Linked DNA regions of Mus musculus: region 1 is linked to region 2. Evidence: chromatin contacts called from public promoter capture Hi-C data. All regions are on one chromosome and are shown on one strand. Each heading gives the region's core, a stretch centred on a gene start, on an enhancer-like site or on the middle of the called end of the contact. The rest is flanking DNA. Distances are from core to core; before and after follow the strand shown. Region 1 holds the start of C7 (complement component 7). Region 2 holds the start of C6 (complement component 6).

Region 1 (5,062 bases), core at 2,425-4,924, 340 kb before region 2:
GAAAGAACCAGATGTCCCTCAACAGAGGAATAGAAACAGAAAATGTGGTACATTTACACAATGGAGTACTAAGCAGGTATTAAAAACAATGAATTTATGAAATTCTTAGAAAAATGGATGGATCTGAAGGATATCATCCTGAGTGAGATAGCCCAACTACAAAAGAACACACATGATATGCACTCACTGATAAGTGGCTATTAGCCCAGAAGTTAGAAATAACAAGATACAATTTGCAAAACACATGAAACTCAATAAGAAGGAAGGCCAAAGTGTGGATACTTTGATTCTTCTTCGAAGGGGCAACAAAATACCCATGGAAGGAGTTTCAGAGACAAAGTATGGAACAGAGACTGAGGGAATGACCATCCATAGACTGCCCCACCTGGGGATCTATCCCATATACAATCACCAAACCCAGACACCATTGTGGATGCCAACAAGAGCTTGCTGATAGGAACCTGATATAGTTGTCTCCTGTGAGGCTCTGCCAGTGCCTGACTAATACAGAAGTGGATGTTCACAGTCATCCATTGGACCGAGCATAGGGTCCCCAATGAAGGAGCTAGAGAAAGAACCCAAGGAGCTGAAGGGGGTTGTAGCCCCAGAGCAGGAACAACAATATGAACTAACCAGTACCCCCAGAGCTCCCTGGGACTAAACCACCAACCAAAGAAAACACATGGTAGGGCTTATGGCTCTAGCTGCACATGTAGCAGAGGATGGCCTAGTCGGCCATCAATGGGAGGAGAGGCCTTTGGTCTTGCGAAGATTCTATGCCCCAGTATAGGGGATGCCAGGGCCGGGAAGAGGGAGTGGGTGGGTTGGGGAAAAGGGGCAGGGAATAGGGAGGTTTCGGAGGGGAAACTAGGAAAGGGGATAACATTTGAAATGTAAATAAAGAAAATATCTAATAAAAATAAATTAAAAATCATTGTTAATTAAAAAAATATCAATTGCCAGAAGATTTCACGATTCCAGCTGTGTTTTTTTTTTTCACACCGATGGTTCCACTTACATAAGTGGGGTGACCTTGGTCTTCCTGAAGGCACCCCTACTTGCAGGAATATGCTGGGTGCTTTCCCTGAGCACCAATGTGGCTCTTCAGGGTTACTTCTTCCTCCTTGAATCACCATTTTCTTCCTCATTAGCTTGCTGTCAATTCCTTCATTTCTCGGAGTCAGACTTGAAATCCTGCTTAATTGTTATGAATGAAAGAAAACTAAATTCAAGACTTCAAAGCCCTAGCCAAAAAGTTTATTCAAGGTCCATGACTCACGCGGCTTGCTAGTTAGGAGGGCTTTTTGGGCTTAGAACAAAGAACAAAGGCTGTAAAGTCATCCCAGGAACCAACTAGCCATAAAGATAGGGAAGACATACAAGAATGTCTGGACTGGCCCGGCGCCTCCCTATCTCCCGTCCTTCTGACCTAAGTTAAATGTTAACCAGATGCTCTGCTGTTACCTTGATCTGCATGCATGTACAGTCTGCTGATGTTTAAATGGACCAATCATGTGAAACCACGCCAATTCCTCAAATCCCTAGCTTTCAAGTCTCGTGGTCAAATCCACTGTCTCCTGCGTGAGATATGTTTCGACCCAGAGCTCCGCCATTAAACTGCCTCGTGTATTTACATCAAGACGGTCCTTTTCGTGATTTTTGGGTGCACGCCGAATCGGGAACAGAGTGGGGGTTTCCCCACTAGGTTCTTTCAGCTATGTTATGAGAATCTTTTTAGACTTTCTGTCTGTCTTTTAAAGGCTTTTTTTTTTAAACTGAAAAATCCCACGTTATGCTTCCAGTTCCTCTCCTGTACGTACACATGACCCCCATTTGACTCATCCTGATTCACAGTTTCCATTCTTCCTTAAGTGCTTTCCAGACACTGGTTCCCAACTGACCCTTTGGAAAGGTCCACAAAGCTTATGCCAGCAGCCAAACTGCCAGCAGTACAGACCGAATCTATATTGAAAGCTCTTATCCTAATGGTTTCCCCATTGGCAATTCAAACAGATAAACACCCATGTGACATTGTAGCATTAAAGGTCAATCAAGGGAAAGTTATTTCCTTCTGGTCCAGAGAATGGACTCTATGGCCCCGGGTGGAGACAGTCCAGTTGGGCTGATTAGTCACCTGGCTTAGATTCACCTAACACCAGGCTTTTAAGCTGGGAGGAATATTTATCCCTTCAATGAGATAATGAGCTTTTCCTTCTGAGAATTCTACCTTCTGTGTATCTGCTAAAGTCATGGTTCTGTTAGGTGTGTCTGCCCTTCTGAGTCCTAACTCAGAAAGGTAACATTTCCCTTTTCTTCTCTTCTGTCTCAGCTGCTGCTAGAGATTAAGATACGTCCTGCTCCCTCTGGGACCATAACAAAGGAAGCATTTAGTTCTACATCACGCCCTGAGACTATGGTGACACAGTCTGCTTCTTTATGAGTCTGCTTCTTTAAAAAGTTGAATCAGAGCTGGAGGAGTGGCTCAGCAGTTAAGAACACTTGCTGCTCCTGCAGAGGATCCAGGTTCAGTTCCCAGAATCCACGTGGTGACTTAAAACTATGTATAACTCTGGTTCCAGGGGACCTAAGGCCCTCCTTTGGCCTCTGAGGACCCCAGGCACACAGAGGGATGGTAGCCATCCATCCATGCCTGCAAACACTCATGTACATGAAATAAAATAACTTAGAACAAAGAAAACTGAAAACTGGCCATAATGATGTCTCAGTGGGCAAAGGTGCTTGTGACCAAGCCTGAAAACTGGAGTTTGATTCTCAGAACTCACATGGTGGAAGCGGGGAACAGATTCCTTTGACTTCACATGCAGGCTGTAGCCCCCAAACACTTTTTGCGATTAATCTGTGAAAGTCAAAGAAAAAAAAATGTTATTCTCCATTTGTTTCCAGGAAAAAAAAAATCCATTCTCAAACATAGAATTTACTTTTCACAGATGGAGCTACATCCAGATCTACTACAGCTTAAACCTATCCTCCAAAATTTAGTACCCATCGTACATTAGTGGTTATTTTGAGGAAGGGCTTCTAAGCAATAGATGAAGTCATGAGAATGGGGCTCCTATTTTTAGCACTAGTGGTTTTTAAATGACCAAAGAGAGACTTTTGCTACCACACTTATGATGTCTCTCCAAGTGATACCTTGTGTCAGGATGCTTAAAGACAAACTCTCATAGATATTATGTGGATACTGGTTCCATGCTCTTGTATTTCCTCGTTTTCAGAATTATGAGACAAATACAATTTTATATTTTAAAGATCTGAGTCTCAAGTACTTTGTTATTAAAACAGAAAATGGATCAAGAACTCTCCTTTCACAAAGCAATCTCAAAATCTGCTTTATAATATCTGTTAAGAGAATCATGAGAACATGCACTCAGTTTAGTAGATTAAAGTAGTAAAAAGGTTTTGCCCTTATGTTACAGTCTCCTTTGGTTGGAAATCACTTAAATGATGAACTGAAGACATTTACTGTCTTTCCTAATTAACAGATATACTTCCCAGAAACATATCTGTGATTTCCAAATGGTCCCAGCTGGTTGCAGCAAAGGTCTGTGTAACTGATAAAATGCATCTGGCATCAAGGCACAGGTCAAGTACAGAGGCAGGCTCTCTGTGTCCCTGGAGAGTCTGGTGAAGACTCAGCACAGCTGGCTTTATAAGTGAGCAGAAAAAGAATTCAGAGCAGGACAGACTGTGGGGGAGACAAGAGCCTGCCTGTCTTTACAGATGAAATTTTCTTGTTCTCTTCTGTACTGAGTGTTTCCCAAGCATGCAGGTAAGATAATAATGTATGGCTTATATAGTTGAAGGCACCTCAAAGGGGAAGGTCACACTTATCTGAAAGAAATCAAAGAAGAGCAAGATGTGGAAAACGTGGAGGTAAAAGGTCTATGAGTGACTTGAAAAATAATCCTTATATAAGTAAAATTTTAATAGTTCAGCCAAAGTGAATGGGTCTTTCTTGCTTTGCAGTTATAGTCTGAGAGAGTTGGGACAAGGGAACTGAAGATAGTGTTTATGGAAATCCCAAGAAAGCAATACAGGAACACAATGGCACCCTTGTTACTTCTACGGCATAAGTTGTATCCAGTTTGATCATTTATTAATTCTCATTTTGGGCCATGCAGCAAGGTCCTGCTTAGATTATAGAAGAGCTTTATAGAAAGTGGAATCTGTAGCTTTGGAAAGTTAGAATTTAAAATCTTGAGTAAAAGGGTCAGGGCTGTGAGGGCAGAAATGTAAGAACAGGAGTGCAGCTATGGGCTTATCAACATAGATGTTAAACCATCACAAAATAATTGAATTATATATTTTTAAAAGTTACTATGCAATGAACAACCAAAGGCAGAAATCATTGTTACAGGATGAAATTTTAAGATGGAAAACCAAGCTGGAATTGCTATTATTATTTGTGTGTTCATAGGTATGTGTGCATGCCAGATGGTATCCTCCTCCATTGCTGGCCTTCTTTTCTTTTTTTTCCTTTTTTTTTTCCCTTTTCTTTTTGAGATCAGGTTTCTTACTGAAGCTTGCACTCGCCTGCATGACTAGTCTTGCTATACCCTCCTGTCTCTGCATCTCCAGTACTGGGATCATAGGTATATACTGCTGCGCTTGGCTTTTTATGTGGATGCTTGTGTGTATGTGCAGGGTTTGGAGGCAGTTTCTACAAGCACCACAGCCATTAGAGTATCAAACCATGGGAGGCAAGAAGGAAATTTGGTTTAATATAACTCAGTTAACTGCTGTTGGTTTGAAAAACTTTGAAAGTCTGACACCGGGTAGTTTATTTTAGGCATATTTAAGCACAGCACAATATGGAAAAAGTATCCTGATGCTAACCCAGTCCCACGTACTCAAGACATGATTACATATATTTTGGTCAAGTCCAAGTGGCATCTTCCATAAAGATAGGCTCTATGTATTTACTAAGGAAGCAGGCTCAAGTTGGCTCAAGGTAAACTAACTTGGGATAAGTCTCTTGGGGCAGGATAGTGCTGTAGATTGACTGAGATAAAGAGGCTCAAGATTAAGGGTCAGAAGGAGC
Region 2 (5,611 bases), core at 924-3,423:
AGAGGATTATTTTCTGATTATATTTTAATGTAATGAGCTTACATTTCTTATTTGTGATAAAAGGATATGTCAGCAACAGTACGATGGGACAATGGATTTTATTTTAAGCCAAGGGTGGGTGTCAGAATTGTTTCTCTAATGGACTCAGAAATGAGGACTTTCTTGCTAGATTTTTTATCTTATCTGACAGATCAGAGGAAAGGGCTAGAATAAAAGCCACCAGATCCACTGCCACATGTTGAATACAGTCTTCAATGTTAATGGCATTCTACCTGCATCTGTGTATCTGATCCTGGTGGGCTGTGAACATGATACAGAGAAATAGAAGCCATTGTCTCTGTCAGCAAAGGGTAGGCAGATGTTGAAGATCTTCCTCATGCTTTTTGGCTAGTCTCTTTTAATCCAACTCATAAGCATCTGTAGTCCTAGTTTATTTTGATAGTAAAATCAGGTCTCCTTTACAGATCACTCAACTTGCCTATTCACTGTTGTTCCCTGGTAATTCATATTTCCTGTTTTGTTTGTTTTTGCCTCAGCATCTTAAAAGCACAGGGATGAGAGAGATCAGAGAAAATATGGGTGATTTAATCCAGGTAAACGCTTGCAAGTCTTAAAGAATCATTCTTTGCAGAGACATATACTATCTAAAATCTCCCTACACATATTAGAAAGAAAACAAACCCTTAATTTTGTATACCTGGTATGGGAATGGTTGGGATAATTGGCAATGCGTGACATCACTAGGCCTCAGTTCTTTGCAAATCTGCTTTGATTTGTAGATGTTTGAAATCAGAGGTGGATTGTCTTCACAATTATCATCAACATTTTTAGGACAGAGCTTGCATAAAATATTCTGATCTATTATTTGATCATACATCTGCTAGGAGAAATTTGGACACGAATATAAAAAAGATGGTGACTCTGAACTTATTTGATGATGCTAGTTACAAAACTGGCTGTCAACTTCTCCTTTTATAACAGCTTTGTTTTGATGAAAAGTTATTGGGTTTGCATGTCAATTAGTGCCACGGCATCTGACTGCTTGTCTTGCATGTATGTACAAGGTCCTGAGTGTGTTTCCTGGGTACTATGATAAATAAATTAGGGGAAAAAAGGGTGATTTTATTGTTGTTTTTAAAAGAGGAATTCTCATACAAACAAAGAAAAGTGTCTCTTTAATTTAATGTTATCATCATTCAACATATATTACCATATAGTTCCTTGTTTGCTGATTCTCAATTTCTTTAAACACTTTAAGGGTAGCTAATAGTCAATGTAAATATTTGACTCACTGGCACATATTTTTTAATGGAAATATCAATTAACAAATGTTCGGTAGGATTGATTGGAGAGAGAGAGAGAGAGAGAGAGAGAGAGAGAGAGAGAGAGAGAGAGAGAGAGAATTATTGAGAATAGTTGAGAAACAACTTCTAATCTGGGCTCACAGTAGAAGGACAGCTGTTTTTGCAGTTTTCTGGTAATTGCTCTACCCTCTTGACCTCTCCAGAAGTCAACAGTCTCACTGAACCATTAAAGATGGCTTTGTGACCATTAGAGAATCCTGGTTAAGAAGGAAGTTCACAGTTTCCCATCACCTTTAGGAACACATTACTCTCATAAACAACATATCTGCAGGGCAGTTCAGTGCACCTGGCCTGACAGATCTCAGCAGATGCTACAGTTTATCTTTCCTTTTTCATCTGTTTGCAGACTTCTTGAACCTCTTATAGCTCACATTTTATCTTATGGGTGTCCCAGAGGCTCTAAAAAGGATACTTACCACTGCTAATTGTAGGCTGGGAGTCCAGACACATAGCTAACCTTGGCTGAAGCATGTGTCTGCTCTTCCTTTTACTGCGGTTTAACTACAAGAGGTTCAAAGTCTATGAACCTTTGGTTATTTTGAGATTTAAGCAAAGTAGATATTTCTTAATTCAAAAGAAAGACAAAAAAACACTGATAGTCTGAGAAGTATACTTTCTCTCTTGACACGGGGAGTCTCTTGGAAACATGATCTACAATTTTGAAGTATTAAAATTGAAATAGAAATCATTAGATCACTTACCTTCAAATCGACCTAGTTGTGCTCAGGAACCTGAATGGATGTAGAAACCAAAGACACGCACGCTAAGCAGGGGTTTGTGTGAGCATCCAAAGCGTCCTTCATACTACTGGGAAACACAAGTACAGTCCCAAAACCCTAACGGTGACCTAAACTGTTGACAGAATAAATATTGTGTCGAAACTCCGACTTTTGAAATAATTAGCTTAGATAAGCAGAAATCCCGAAATTCTAAGTATAGCAGTTTCTATGGTCTTGAGTTATTTGCAGTGATTTCCACATTGAGAGTTGTTGCAATAGCTCTTGTGGCTGCAGAGAAGTCTTTAGAAAGTAGGTGTGGTTCCACTTGTCCTGTGGAGTGAGAGGTAATTCTAGAGATAAGGATAAAAACCTGTGCATAGGTCTTCTTCTAAGTGTACAATAAATTTATTTGGACACTAGCTACTGAGGAACCAATGTACTAAGAAATTAACTTTCTTCGGGGTTTTGGCAATCATGGGGCTTCCAAGGTATTGACAGGGGCCTGAGAACCAAGATCACATAAAATGCCCTATATTTTTATAATATGTAAAATTGCTGGCAATTGATTAGTGAGAAAACTTGTGAGTGTAACAGAACAGAATGGAAGCAAAGGAAATTAAGAATTAAAATGAAACCGTTATTCTTTTTTTCAGGAGCGTTTGTATTCAGTTAGGAACCATTTTTTTTCTCTCCTAGTGACAATAGATTCAAAACCAAGTGATTCTGCCAAGAAAATCCCAAGTCAAAGGCAACCAACTGTGGAAAACCTGAGTCTGTCTACTAGGTCTTCCACATGTCCTGTATCCACACGCCACCTGACCATTCTTGCAGACAAATACTGCAGGTTCTCATTAGGAAAATGCTAATCAGTCTCAAATGCAGTAAATGTACTTTGTTAGTCAGTATGGGAGTAGACTAAGAGGAGTGACAAGTTGCACTGTTTGGCTTAGGAAACGATAGATGAAAACTCTTACACACAGAAGAAATAGGAATGTGTTGGGCTATCATGGTCTTCTCCTTTTTTGTGTTACTTTAAAAATGACTAGAAATTGAGTTTAAATCGATTGTGTTTAATGTCCCCACCTCCTGCTCACACAATCTTCTCTAAGTGATTGACACTATCAGCCTGTGTGCCATTTCCTTTTTTATTAGATATTTTCTTCATTTACATTTCAAATGCTATTCCAAAAGTCCCCTATACCCTCCCCCCCCCACTCCCCTACCCACCCACTCCCACTTCTTGGCCCTGGCATTCCCCTGTACTGAGGCATATAAAGTTTGCAATACTAAGGGGTCTCTCTTCCCAATGATGGCCAATGAGGCCATCTTCTGCTACATATGCAGCTAGAGACACGAGCTCTGGGGGTACTGATTAGTTCATAGTGTTGTTTCACCTATAGGGTTGCAGACCCCTTCAGCTCCTTGGGTGCTTTCTCTAGCTCCTCCATTGGGGACCCTGTGTTCCATCCTATAGACGACTGTGAGCATCCACTCTGAATTTGCCAGGAACTGGCATAGCCTCACAAGAGACAGCTATATCAGGGTATTCTTTCAGCAGAATCTTGCTGGCATATGCAATAGTTTCTGCATTTGGTGGCTGATTATGGGATGGACCCCCGGGTGGGGCAGTCTCTAGATGGTCCATCCTTTCATATTAGTTCCAAACTTTGTCTCTGTAACTCCTTCCTTGGGTATTTTGTTACCTACTCTAGGGAGGAATGAAGTATTTCCTTCTTCTTGATTTTTTTGTGTGAATTTGCAAATTGTATCTTGGGTATTCTAAGTTTCTGGGCTAATATCCACTTATCAGTGAGTGCAATAGCCTCCACTGTTTACATTACCAACTGTAGCATCCTCTCCTTGATCCACTGTGTTTCCTGGACCTGGCACAAAGCCGGCATTTTACTGGATACTTGAGAAGCTAGAATGTATTGTGTATCTATTATTTTAAACATTTTTATCAATTCTTTGAGAATTTCATATATTTTGAAAAACTTCACCTCCTCTCCAACTCCTTCCTTGAGCTCCCTCCCATTCTTTCCCATACAACTTTGATATTCCTTCCTTCCTTCGTTTGTTTGTTTAATCAGCTAGTCTTCAAGCCTTGGCATGTGGTTGATCTACCATGTATGATATCATTAAAGACAACTGGTTTTCCTTCTTCCAGAGCCTATAAAATGTCAAAAGCTGCTTGGCTTGTGATGTATGTCCACCTTCCACACTTTTTGCCTGGATTTTATCTGGCTGGAGCTTGCACAGGTTTGCATGTGCTTTCACAATCACCATGAGTCTATATTGGCAAACTGCCCTGCTGTGTCTGTTTTCTTGATGGTTTCCACTACCTCTAGTTCTTGCCTTGTTTCTTCCCTTTCTTCCAAGAAGATCTCTGAGCCATGTGAGGATGAGTGGGATATAGATGTCCCAGAAAGGGCTGAGCACTTCACAGCCTTTTCTTCTCTGTACATTGATCAGTTGAAGATCTTTGTTTATTCTAAAATACCTCAAGAAGAAACTTCTCAGATGAGAGCTGAAAGATGTTTGGATCTATGGCTATTGCAATAAGTCATTAGGAGTCATTTTAATTCAATATTCACATAGCAGAATAACACTAGTCATTTCTCACATAGAGAACATGATCTATCTGGTTATAGTTCTTGGTCTTTTCAATGGTACTAGGTCGGGTCTTATGGAATGAGCCTTAGATACAAACAGAAAGTGGTTACTCTTATAGTATTCATGGCATTACTTTATTATAAGCATACCTTATCAGGCTAATGTATTTCTTTTTGATGGACCATTTCTTTTTTTTTTTAATTTTTTTATTAGGTATTTTTCTCATTTACATTTCCAATGCTATCCCAAAAGTCCCCAATACCCTCCCCACCACTCCCCTACCACCCATTCCCACTTCTTGGCCCTGGCGTTCCCCTGTACTGAGGCATATAAAGTTTGTACGACCAATGGGCCTCTCTTTCCAGTGATGGCCAATTAGGCCATCTTCTGATACATATGCAGCTAGAGACATGAGCTCCAGGGAGTATTGGTTAGTTCATATTTTTGTTCCAACTATAGGGTTGCAGACCCCTTTAGCTCCTTGGGTCCTTTCTCTAGCTCCTCCATTGGGGGCCCTGTGATCCATCCAATAGCTGACTGTGAGCATCCACTTATGTGTTTGCTAGGCTCCGGCATAGTCTCACAAGAGACAGCTATATCAGGGTCCTTTCAGCAAAATCTTGCTAGTGTATGCAATGGTGTCAGCGTTTGGAGGCTGATTATGGGATGGATCCCCGGATATGGCAGTCTCTAAATGGTCCATCCTTTTGTCTCAGGTCCAAACTTTGTCTCTGTAACTCCTTCCATCGGTGTTTTGTTCCCAGTTGTAAGAAGGGGCAAAGTGTCCACACTTTGGTCTTCATTCTTCTTGAGTTTCATGTATTTCACAAAATGTATCTTATATCTTGGGTATTCTAAGTTTCTGGGCTAATATCCACTTATCAGTGAGTACATATCATGTGAGTTCTTTTGTGA

What was found. Capture Hi-C pulls out chosen DNA fragments and counts their contacts.
Region 1: a contact with region 2 is called in a promoter capture Hi-C map of pancreatic islet. The contact joins the promoter of C7 here to the promoter of C6 in region 2. A contact is called at or near these places in 9 of 39 promoter capture datasets (the 3T3-L1 cell line, cranial neural crest, embryonic stem cells and 4 more), 1 of 484 Hi-C or Micro-C datasets (uterus) and 2 of 9 other capture datasets (adipose tissue and pancreatic islet).

Annotation. Positions count from the first base shown.
Region 1 is chr15:5,062,385-5,067,446 of GRCm38.p6, reverse strand. It overlaps C7 (complement component 7), which reads left to right and starts at 3,674. Exons shown (of 18, transcript NM_001243837.1): 1 at 3,674-3,790. The coding sequence starts at 3,785.
Region 2 is chr15:4,723,772-4,729,382 of GRCm38.p6, reverse strand. It overlaps C6 (complement component 6), which reads right to left and starts at 2,173. Exons shown (of 16, transcript NM_016704.2): 1 at 2,066-2,173.